2 separate regions of the Gossypium arboreum genome follow, and region 1 is linked to region 2. A link is a contact called in public Hi-C data. All regions are on one chromosome and are shown on one strand. The core of a region is the stretch at or near the end of the contact, and the rest is flanking DNA. Distances in the headings are between cores, read along the strand shown. Region 1 holds the start of LOC108465934 (myb-related protein 306-like). Region 2 holds the start of LOC108477280 (putative pentatricopeptide repeat-containing protein At1g74580).

The links. A called contact is a pair of places that touch in the nucleus more often than the background predicts.
Region 1: a Hi-C map of leaf shows a contact between it and region 2, with 7 times the contacts expected there. The contact joins the promoter of LOC108465934 here to the promoter of LOC108477280 in region 2. A contact is called at or near these places in 2 of 5 Hi-C or Micro-C datasets (both in leaf).

Annotation. Positions count from the first base shown.
Region 1 is chr12:108,177,892-108,182,653 of ASM2569848v2, forward strand. It overlaps LOC108465934 (myb-related protein 306-like), which reads left to right and starts at 1,281. Exons shown (of 4, transcript XM_017766314.2): 1 at 1,281-1,924; 2 at 2,195-2,324; 3 at 2,416-3,035; 4 at 3,160-3,319. The coding sequence starts at 1,792. The coding sequence ends at 3,185.
Region 2 is chr12:108,006,876-108,011,593 of ASM2569848v2, forward strand. It overlaps LOC108477280 (putative pentatricopeptide repeat-containing protein At1g74580), which reads left to right and starts at 2,721. Exons shown (of 2, transcript XM_017779786.2): 1 at 2,721-3,139; 2 at 3,469-4,718. The coding sequence starts at 3,574. TRNAL-AAG (transfer RNA leucine (anticodon AAG)) reads right to left here and starts at 2,302; the gene lies at 2,222-2,302. LOC108478910 (protein PHYTOCHROME KINASE SUBSTRATE 1-like) reads right to left here and starts at 455. Exons shown (of 1, transcript XM_017781364.2): 1 at 1-455. The coding sequence starts at 455.

The DNA.
Region 1 (4,762 bases), core at 31-2,530, 170 kb after region 2:
ATCAATATCTATATGCGAACGTGTCACTAAAAAATAATGGGTAACATGCAAAGTATAATTTCACCATAGCTATTGAATTTTGATGCATATGCAAATTATGAATGTTGCTTAAACATAATAGTAGACTTGAAATTGTGTACATTTATATATTTAGACATTTTTGTTTTTTCAAATTATATTTTTGTTTTTTTCTTTTTTTTTAGTATATCCATTTCGCATAGCACTGACACAAGTTTAATAGAAGTTTTTGGGGTGAAATCTATTCCATCGTCCCGCTCTATCATAAATGTACAATTTTAAAATTATTGTCACCTTTATAAATGTGGGATTCATTCATCCCATTTTGATTTAATTTTGTTAAATATTTTAATATTTTAATTTTTAAAGGAAAATAAATATTTTAACACAGTTTTTAAGAAAAATATTTAATTTCAATAACAGCATAAAACATATGAGTTTTTTATAATATATTTGCACGTTTTTATCTTTTTAGTAGTTATAAATATATAAAGGTAAAATAATAATTTCATATAGTGAACCAAGGTAGTACGGGACAAACAATTACCATAACAGTTCTATATCATTGTCCAAAAAAAAAATTCACCTTACTCCTATCTCATTCACTTTCTTTATAAAAAAATGGCTCCATTCAAAATTAACCAATTTAAAATTTATCAGATGGTTCAAATTTGCCAACTTAGTGAAAAGTTAATAACTTTTTTTTTAATTTTTTTGTGTCTGTTTTATAATTTATGTTTAAAACTTATGATTACTCCTCTTAATAATATCATTTCTAAAATTCATATATGTACTTTTCTATTAAAAGTACAATATACTTTATGGGAAAGGATTGTATGAAACAATGACGCCACGTCATCTATATCCCTTTCCAATAATTTTATGCCACATCAGTACTCTTATCCTGAATTTTAGGATTTTATCCGGAAAAAAATTAAATCTAAATTAAAATACTAAAATTCAGGATAAAATCCTGAAATTCAGAATAAGAATACTGATGTGGCATAAAACTATTAGAAAGGGATACAGATGACATGGCGTCACTGTTTCATACAATCCTTTTTCTATGCTTTATTATTACACGTAAGTATTTATTTACATGTGAATGAGAAAATTAAAGTTATCGTAAAAATAAATAACTTAATCATGATTAGCAAATTTAAGTATCTGCACAAATTTTCCCTTGACAAGATAAAGTCTCATTGCTAAAAGGAAAAAAAAAAAAAAGAGTGAAAAGAGAGTGTTAATCGGTGGCACCTCCAAGTCTAAGCATAGCATACCCGACAATGAATGCCACACGGTTTTTGAGAGGCAAAGCTGCTAAGAGGCAAAGCAAGAGTCTAAACCATAGGCTGACTTTTGGCAAGCAATGAGTAAATGCTGCGTGATGTCCGTTTTGACTCTCTTTTTTTATTTTTTAATTTGCAAAAACCCCTTTTACCCCATCAATCAGGTCAGCCTCTATTCTCTCTCTTCTTCTCTCTTCTTTTCTTTATATATAACCAAACCAAACCAAACCAAACCAAACCCTTGCCTTTCAGCCTTGTCTGTCTCCACCATTTCTCTTAGGGTATTTACATAGTAGACACAAAAAAAAAAACAGATTTCAACATCTACCTAGCTATATCTCAAACCCTCTTCCTTCACATACCAATTACATCAACATTTAAATCCTTCATAACCCTTTTTTGCTTCTCAAACATTGAATCAAATCTTCTTCTTCAAGTTGGTCTTAAGCTTTGTGCTAAAGAGAGAAGAAATTTAAGTGGAAAGATGGGTAGGCCTCCTTGCTGTGACAAAATCGGTGTGAAGAAGGGACCATGGACTCCTGAAGAAGATATCATATTGGTCTCTTATATTCAAGAACACGGTCCAGGAAATTGGAGATCTGTTCCTACTAATACTGGTATGTAATCAGTTTCACTCTTTTTCAGCTTCCAAGTTTTAACTTCAATCCCCTTTTCTTGGTCTTTTTTCCATATTTTTCGTTTGGGGTGTTAGTTGGGATCATTAAAGAGGTGCAATAAATATACAGGCCTCTTCCTTTTTAACATTAAATTCATCTTGTTTCTTTCCATTACTCTCCTTTCAGATGTGTGTGGGGGGTTTTAACTTTTGGTCTTTTCATTAGGGATTTGGTTTCCTTCAATGATTTTTTTTAATGTTGATGTTTCAGGTTTGCTGAGATGCAGCAAGAGTTGCAGGCTCCGATGGACCAACTATCTCCGGCCAGGTATCAAACGTGGTAACTTCACTGAACAAGAAGAGAACATGATCATCCATCTCCAAGCTCTTTTAGGCAATAGGTAAGATTACGATCATAAAATATTTGTTTCTTTCTCTCTCGAGAGAGAGTCTCTTACTTGAAGTGTTTGTTTTTTTTTTGGGGGGGTGCAGATGGGCTGCCATAGCTTCCTATCTTCCTCAGAGAACAGATAATGACATAAAGAATTACTGGAACACCCATTTGAAAAAGAAGCTGAAAAAGGTTGAAACAGGCGTTGATGGCCAAAATCAAGAGGGGTTTTCTTCTGCACAATCAGTGTCCAAAGGGCAGTGGGAGAGGAGGCTTCAAACGGATATCAGGATGGCTAAACAGGCCCTTTCTGATGCTTTATCCCTTGATAAACCAAACTCTTTGACAAATTCCATTGAGTTCAAGCTCTCTCACCCTTACTTAAGACTAGCTCAATCTCAATCATCTACTACTTATGCATCAAGTGCTGAGAACATATCACGGTTGCTCCAGAACTGGATGAAGAATCCACCCAAACCCGCACCTGCGCCTCGTCAAACAAAATCGGCCGAAACAATGACTCAGAACTCCAGTTCTAGTGATGAAGGAGCGTTGAGTGAAGCCACACCCGAGGGTTTTGATTCCTTTTTAACCTTCAACTCCTCTAATTCAGACAATATTTCTCATGAATCTGTGTCGGTGGCCGAGAACAGTGTGTTCCAAGATGAAAGCAAGCCCAATCTCAGATTGATAGAGAAATGGCTCTTGGATGATGCTTCAGGTCAGGCTCATGATGATGACCTAATTAACATGTCTTTACAAGATAGTGCTGCTTTGTTTTGAAAAACTAAATTAATATAACGCATCAAAGTTTTAATTAGGGTTTCTTTTTGGTGTGTCTGTAGGTTTTTTTAGGCCTTTCTTTCTATAGTTTATAAGCAGGAAGATAACAGCCCTATCTGGGAAGAAGCAAGAAACAAGAAGTGTAAATTACAGCTATATTATTATTATGCTATATATATGTACTGGATCATAATAAACTAGAAATCCCTATATACTAATTAACTTGGAGTTTCATTTTGTAGTTCTTCTTGCAATTCAAAATTAGACTTAGGGTTTAATTTCGATTCTCCTTCTTAAACCACCTTTGTAAACTTAAACCTATTTTAAAAACACCTACAACAATAACATGGTTTTGTTCAAGTTTACAAAGTTCCTGTAAGAACTAGGACCGAAATAATTTTCAAATAAAAACCAGCTTTCTTTACCAAAAACAAATCAATCAATAACCATCTTTAGAAAAAAAAAATTTGGTGTTCTAGCTATTTGTTCAATTTAGGACTAGTTTTTTAATATTTTAATTAAGGCTTTTGCAAACAACTGACTTTAGGGCATCTTCAACTTTATCGTATTAGGTTGAAAGTTACTGTGTTAGTAGGTTACAATTTTGGTTTAATATAATATTTGGTGTTTGTTTATCAGTTTTTCAAGATTCATTTGGATGATCAATACTATTAATTTCGATGAAGTTAAAAATAGTGGTGATAATGTAATTAATTATTGTAGTAATAAGATTGGAAACTGTAATTGTGATGAGAAAAAATTGGGGTAAACTATAAAGATTCATTCGGATGAAGTACGTATTAGCAGATTCAGTAATATCTCGTTGGACTGCCACGTAGGATTACCGTTAGGAAGATAACAGAACTTAACGGAAGAGTGATCACTTCATAACAAAATAATAATATAAGTGACTAAAACGTAACATTTCAAACATAAGTGACTAAAATGTAACATGAGGCAAACAAAAGTGACTATTTTTGTAGTTTACCGAAAAATTGTCTATTAAAGGCATTGTATCAAAAGATTAAAATGTGTATATAAGTAATTTTATTTTATAAACTTAACAAATTATTTGATACTTAAAAAGTAATGTGTTAATTTTTAAACATTTATAATTAATTAATATTAGTAATTAACTTTCATCAAAAGTTCAAAAAAAAAACTCATAGCCATCATATTATATTTTAACAAATTAAACACAAATTCATAATTAACACTAAATTTATTCTATTAATAAAATCATGAAATTTCAAAGGTATTATTAATAATTAACTTTTATCAATAAATCTTAAAACTCAAATTAAACACTAAACATTTAATATTGTTACCTACAGTACCAAAATATATCATTTTATCAAATATAGGTACCACATTAAAAAACACAAAAATTACATAAATTACATTAAAAATACATCAAACTCAAATACCGAATTATATATTTAACCTTAAATTAATGTAAAAGTATTACTACAAATAAAATCTTAACTAATTAATTATGTACCTTATGATTAACTATTTTTTAAGGACTGCATTAAATTTAAATATTCCATCAAGATGAATCATGAATTCAATTCATGATTATCTGTTTCCTTACCCATATTTAAAAAAGAAAAAGAAAAAGAAAAACTTATGGACTTTACCTAATTCTATTTAATATTTATGCTA
Region 2 (4,718 bases), core at 1,471-3,970:
CCATGATCAACATTCTGATTGACGTAAACAGATTTCCCATCGGAGCAAGACCCGGTGCAGCTAAGATTAGAGAAAAAGAAGCTCCTTCCATCAACCCTTTTTGGTTTGTTTACGGATCGATTCCCCCTGAAACTTGGTAGCAAAACGCTTTGGCTACTCCAACTTGCTTCGGAACTGGCAGTGGGTGTCCCAGGCCAGCGGCGTGGACCCACCGGATGCAGCAGATCATCATCACCATCATCGAGTTTCATATTGAAGTAATTTTCAGCTCCAAATACACTGATTTCACTAACTTGGGTCTTATTCCTTTCTAGTCGTCCGATGGCAACCTGGGGATGCTTAATCCTATTCCCAGGTTCTGCAAAGTTATGAACAAAGATCTCTTCTGCGGTGGTATGGTAAGAAGAAAAGGAGACGTCACCGAGACTGGTGTTTTTCCTTTTCTCACCGTCCATCATCTCAAACAACTGGGATAAACTTGATGGATTGAATTTGAAGTATTTCGAAACTGGTAATCCCAAAACTAATTTAAGGAGAGAAGTTTGGCTATGATCCAGGAAGAAGTGGAGGTCACTTGGCTCCTTAAGAGGTCCTACTTGCTTGGGGCATTGAATGACAATTCATCACCTTTTTGCTCACTACATCTAGTTTCATTTTTCATTCTACGACTATTTTTCATTCTACGACTATTTCTTGATAGCTTTTTAAAAACAAGATACATGTTTTTACTGTAGATATGGACACCTAACAAAATGACACGTGTCCCCTATATCACTATTATTTTTGTCCGATCGAAGGAAAAGGGTAATTTCTGTTTTGGATCACTAGATTTACTCAAACTTTTCATTTTATTAAATTACGTTTAGAAAAAGTCACAGGCTCCAAATCTAGTTATCGTTATTATTTTGTTTACTCATCAATTAATTAGACATTAATTTAAGGACTAAAATATTATTTAAATGATATCATTTTGAAAATATTTCTGTTTTTATATTAAAATATTAAATAATATTTAGAGTTCGTTTGGATAGTATAGAGTACACTTTGTTCTAATTACAAATAATTATAATTCTCTAGGCATGTTCTAATTACACGTAATTCCTTATATCATGATAGTACAAATTATAATTACACATTTACATCATTTATACTTTTAAAATATTAATTACTATAAGAATTATTAATATGATAAAAATAATTTTAATTAAGTAACAATAATTAAAAGCAAATCATCATAAGTATTATTTAGTTTAAAGAAAAAACAATTGATAATATGAGTACTAATGAGAATAACAAAAAGAAAAATATTATATGCAATTTTATCTAATTATTCGTAGTAGATTTGTTAGATTATTCCTTTTTAATATTTAACATATGCTTTCTATCGTCCTTTGTTTGTTCTTGATCGAGTTCATTATCATTTAAATTTTAATCTGCATCATTAGAATTATCAAGATCTCCTTCTTTCATGTACTTTTTCAAGTATGAATCATTTCAATTCCACATATGATTGAATTTATGAAACATGCAACATGCTAGTATGATCCAACCTAATTTTTTTTTTATACTAAGGTGATGTTAATATGTAAAGTATTTTTTTTAAAAATAACAAATGTCTTCTCAACCACATTTAAAAGCCTTAAATGTCTCAAATTAAAGAGTTTGTAACATATTTATGGTGCTTGTTTTCAGCATCATTCTCTCAAATGGTATCATACCCCACAACAAGATACAATAAATTCTTTTATATTTGTATAATTAACATCAACATTGTAATATTTGAAATTCACAATATAATTAATATGTAAATTAAGTAAAAATAATATAAAACAAACTAGAATTAATTTAGAGTAAATTTTAATACTACATCGTAGTATTGGTAAACTTTGACATATGGGCATATAGAATAATGAAGTAAAACCATTAGCTTGATCTAAGAAAAAATTAGTGAAAAGAGTGGATTTGATTAAACAAGATGGCCTGCTCAAAATGCTATTCATTGAAGAAACTTTAAACATAAATTCAAATGAAAAATCAAAGCTTTAACGAAATTCAACAACAAAATAGAATCGAAGTTTGTAAGTACGATTAATTCATAACCGCATTTAAAAAAGAACCCCCATGAAAAACAAAAAAACAAAACCCCAATAAATACTGCTCACAAAGAAAAGCCCAAAGAAACCCACTATACAGAAAAGAACACATAAAAATAGCATAACATTGTTGAGAGTGGGATTTGAACCCACGCCCTTTCGGACCAGAACCTTAATCTGGCGCCTTAGACCAACTCGGCCATCTCAACACCACTGTTAATATCCTATTTTATAATTATAAACTATAAAACATTTTGACATAATCACTTTACAATTGTAAAATCACCTTAAAATAAATAAAAATATTTATTTACGGTTATTAACTTTAATGATATAGCAAGTAAATGAAAATATTTATATTTTTAATTTTAATGATATAGTGTCTACGTGACCGTTTATATATATGTTACATTAAAAATAAGCAAGATACAGATCTCTAATACTAATCTACATATTATTAATTCAACTTAGATTTTAAGTGATTTGAGTATTTTCAATCCATTGCTGTCATATTCTTTAACACACATTAGGATACTTGCTATGGCTGCTTAGACAACTAACATAAAGACTTGAAATTTAAATGGTAAATCAATTAAAACCTTCATAAGAGGCACCGCGCAAAAGAAGAAAATTCTCACCATACTCGATTAAAAGGTAACATGCATGTGTAGGGGCTGAGCCATCTCACAATAAGAGGGTATGATTTCTCCATCCAAACCCCAACCCAAATCCAAACCCGTCTCTACTTTCACGCACCCTTCCACTATAGCCATTTTTTTCCCTTTCTCCTGCTCTTCAAAGCGCAGTTGAAAAGAATGAAAATTGGAGATACTTTATATTACCCTGCTTGCCGTTCGATTGAGTATACGAGATGGGTCCCAATTTAAGCTTCAAATAGCGATATCTGAACCGTTGATTGGGTTGAATTCTGAAACTCCCGCTACCTTTTCTCCCTTTGGAATAACCTTCAGCCACGCCAATTCAAATTGGAGTTCAATCTCTTCTTGGCTACTTTCGGGCATTACAAATGCTGCAACTTTTTTCTGGTATCCTTTCTTTCTTTAATTCTATGTTTCAGTTTTATTTATTTATTTATTGTCTATGCTAATATCGAGTAGTTAATGCATTGCTGCTTTTATTTGTTTCCTGAGAAAGTGGAAGAAAAGAAGACAATTTTTTTAACCCATTTGCTTACTTTACTTGTTTCCCATATTATCTTAGATTTAGCATTGAAGGATTTGATTCCTTTTTATATCTGTTAATCATTGAAGTGTAGAGCTTTTCATTCCTGAAAAGAGTATCTAATTTTGGACTAGGGTTTTTCGAATTACAAACTAATGGTCATTTCTTTTGGGTAATTTTTTTCTTGTTTTAGGATAAGCCAAAGCTTAATGTGAGAAGAAGAGCTGAACGCCTTCAGATGTTAATTGGCTTAATAGGTTTGGATATGATTATATTGTGTTAGATTTCTCTTTTTGGAATGAGTCCTGCTTTGCTTCCTAAACATGTAGCTGCAGTTGTAAAACACCAAAGGGATCCGCTCAAAGCGCTTCAAATGTTCAATGCAGTAAAGAAAGAAGATGGATTCAAGCATACTTTGTTAACCTATAAGTGCATGATTGACAAGCTTGGGTTTCATGGGGAATTTGAGGCTATGGAGAAGGTACTGCTAGAGATGAGACTGAATGTCGACAGCAGTCTGCTTGAAGGAGTTTATATCGGGTGCATGAGAAATTATGGACGCAAACAGAAAGTTCAGGAAGCCATCGCTGTGTTTGAAAGGATGGATTTTTATAATTGCGAGCCAACAGTTTTATCATATAATGCAATCATGAATATTTTGGTTGAATATGGATATTTCAATCAAGCGCACAAGGTGTATATGAGAATGAGAGATAAAGGGATCGTCCCCGACGTGTACACTTTTACGATTAGGATAAAGTCATTTTGTAGGACAAAGAGGCCTCATGCTGCTTTAAGGCTTCTTAGAAACATGCCTATGCTAGGATGTGAGATAAATGCAGCAGCTTATTGTACTGTAGTAGGAGGGTTTTTTGAAGAGAACCATCACATTGAGGCATATGAGTTGTTTGATGAGATGCTTAAGCTCGGAATTGCTCCAAATATCACTTCTTTTAATAAACTTATACACATTCTTTGCAAGAAGGGGAATGTTCGAGAAAGCGAAAAGCTGCTGAACAAGGTCATGAAGAGGGGAGTGTCTCCAAATTTGTTTACAGTCAATATCTTTATCCAAGGGCTTTGCAGAAAAGGTGCACTAAATGAGGCCGTTAGTTTTTTGAATGGTGTGGCTGAGGAAGGTCTGAAACCAGATGTTGTTACATACAATACCTTAATATGTGGCTTGTGTAAGAGCGCCAAGGTTGTAGAAGCTGAAATATTTTTGCATAAAATGGTGAATGAAGGTTTGGAGCCAGATGGTTTTACCTACAATGCTGTCATTGATGGATATTGCAAATTGGGCATAATACAAAATGCAGATAAGATTCTCAACGATGCAGTTTTCAAGGGTTTTATTCCCGATGAATTCACTTATTGTTCCTTAATTAACGGTTTATGCCAGCATGGTGAGACAGACCGTGCTGTGGCTGTATTTAATGAGGC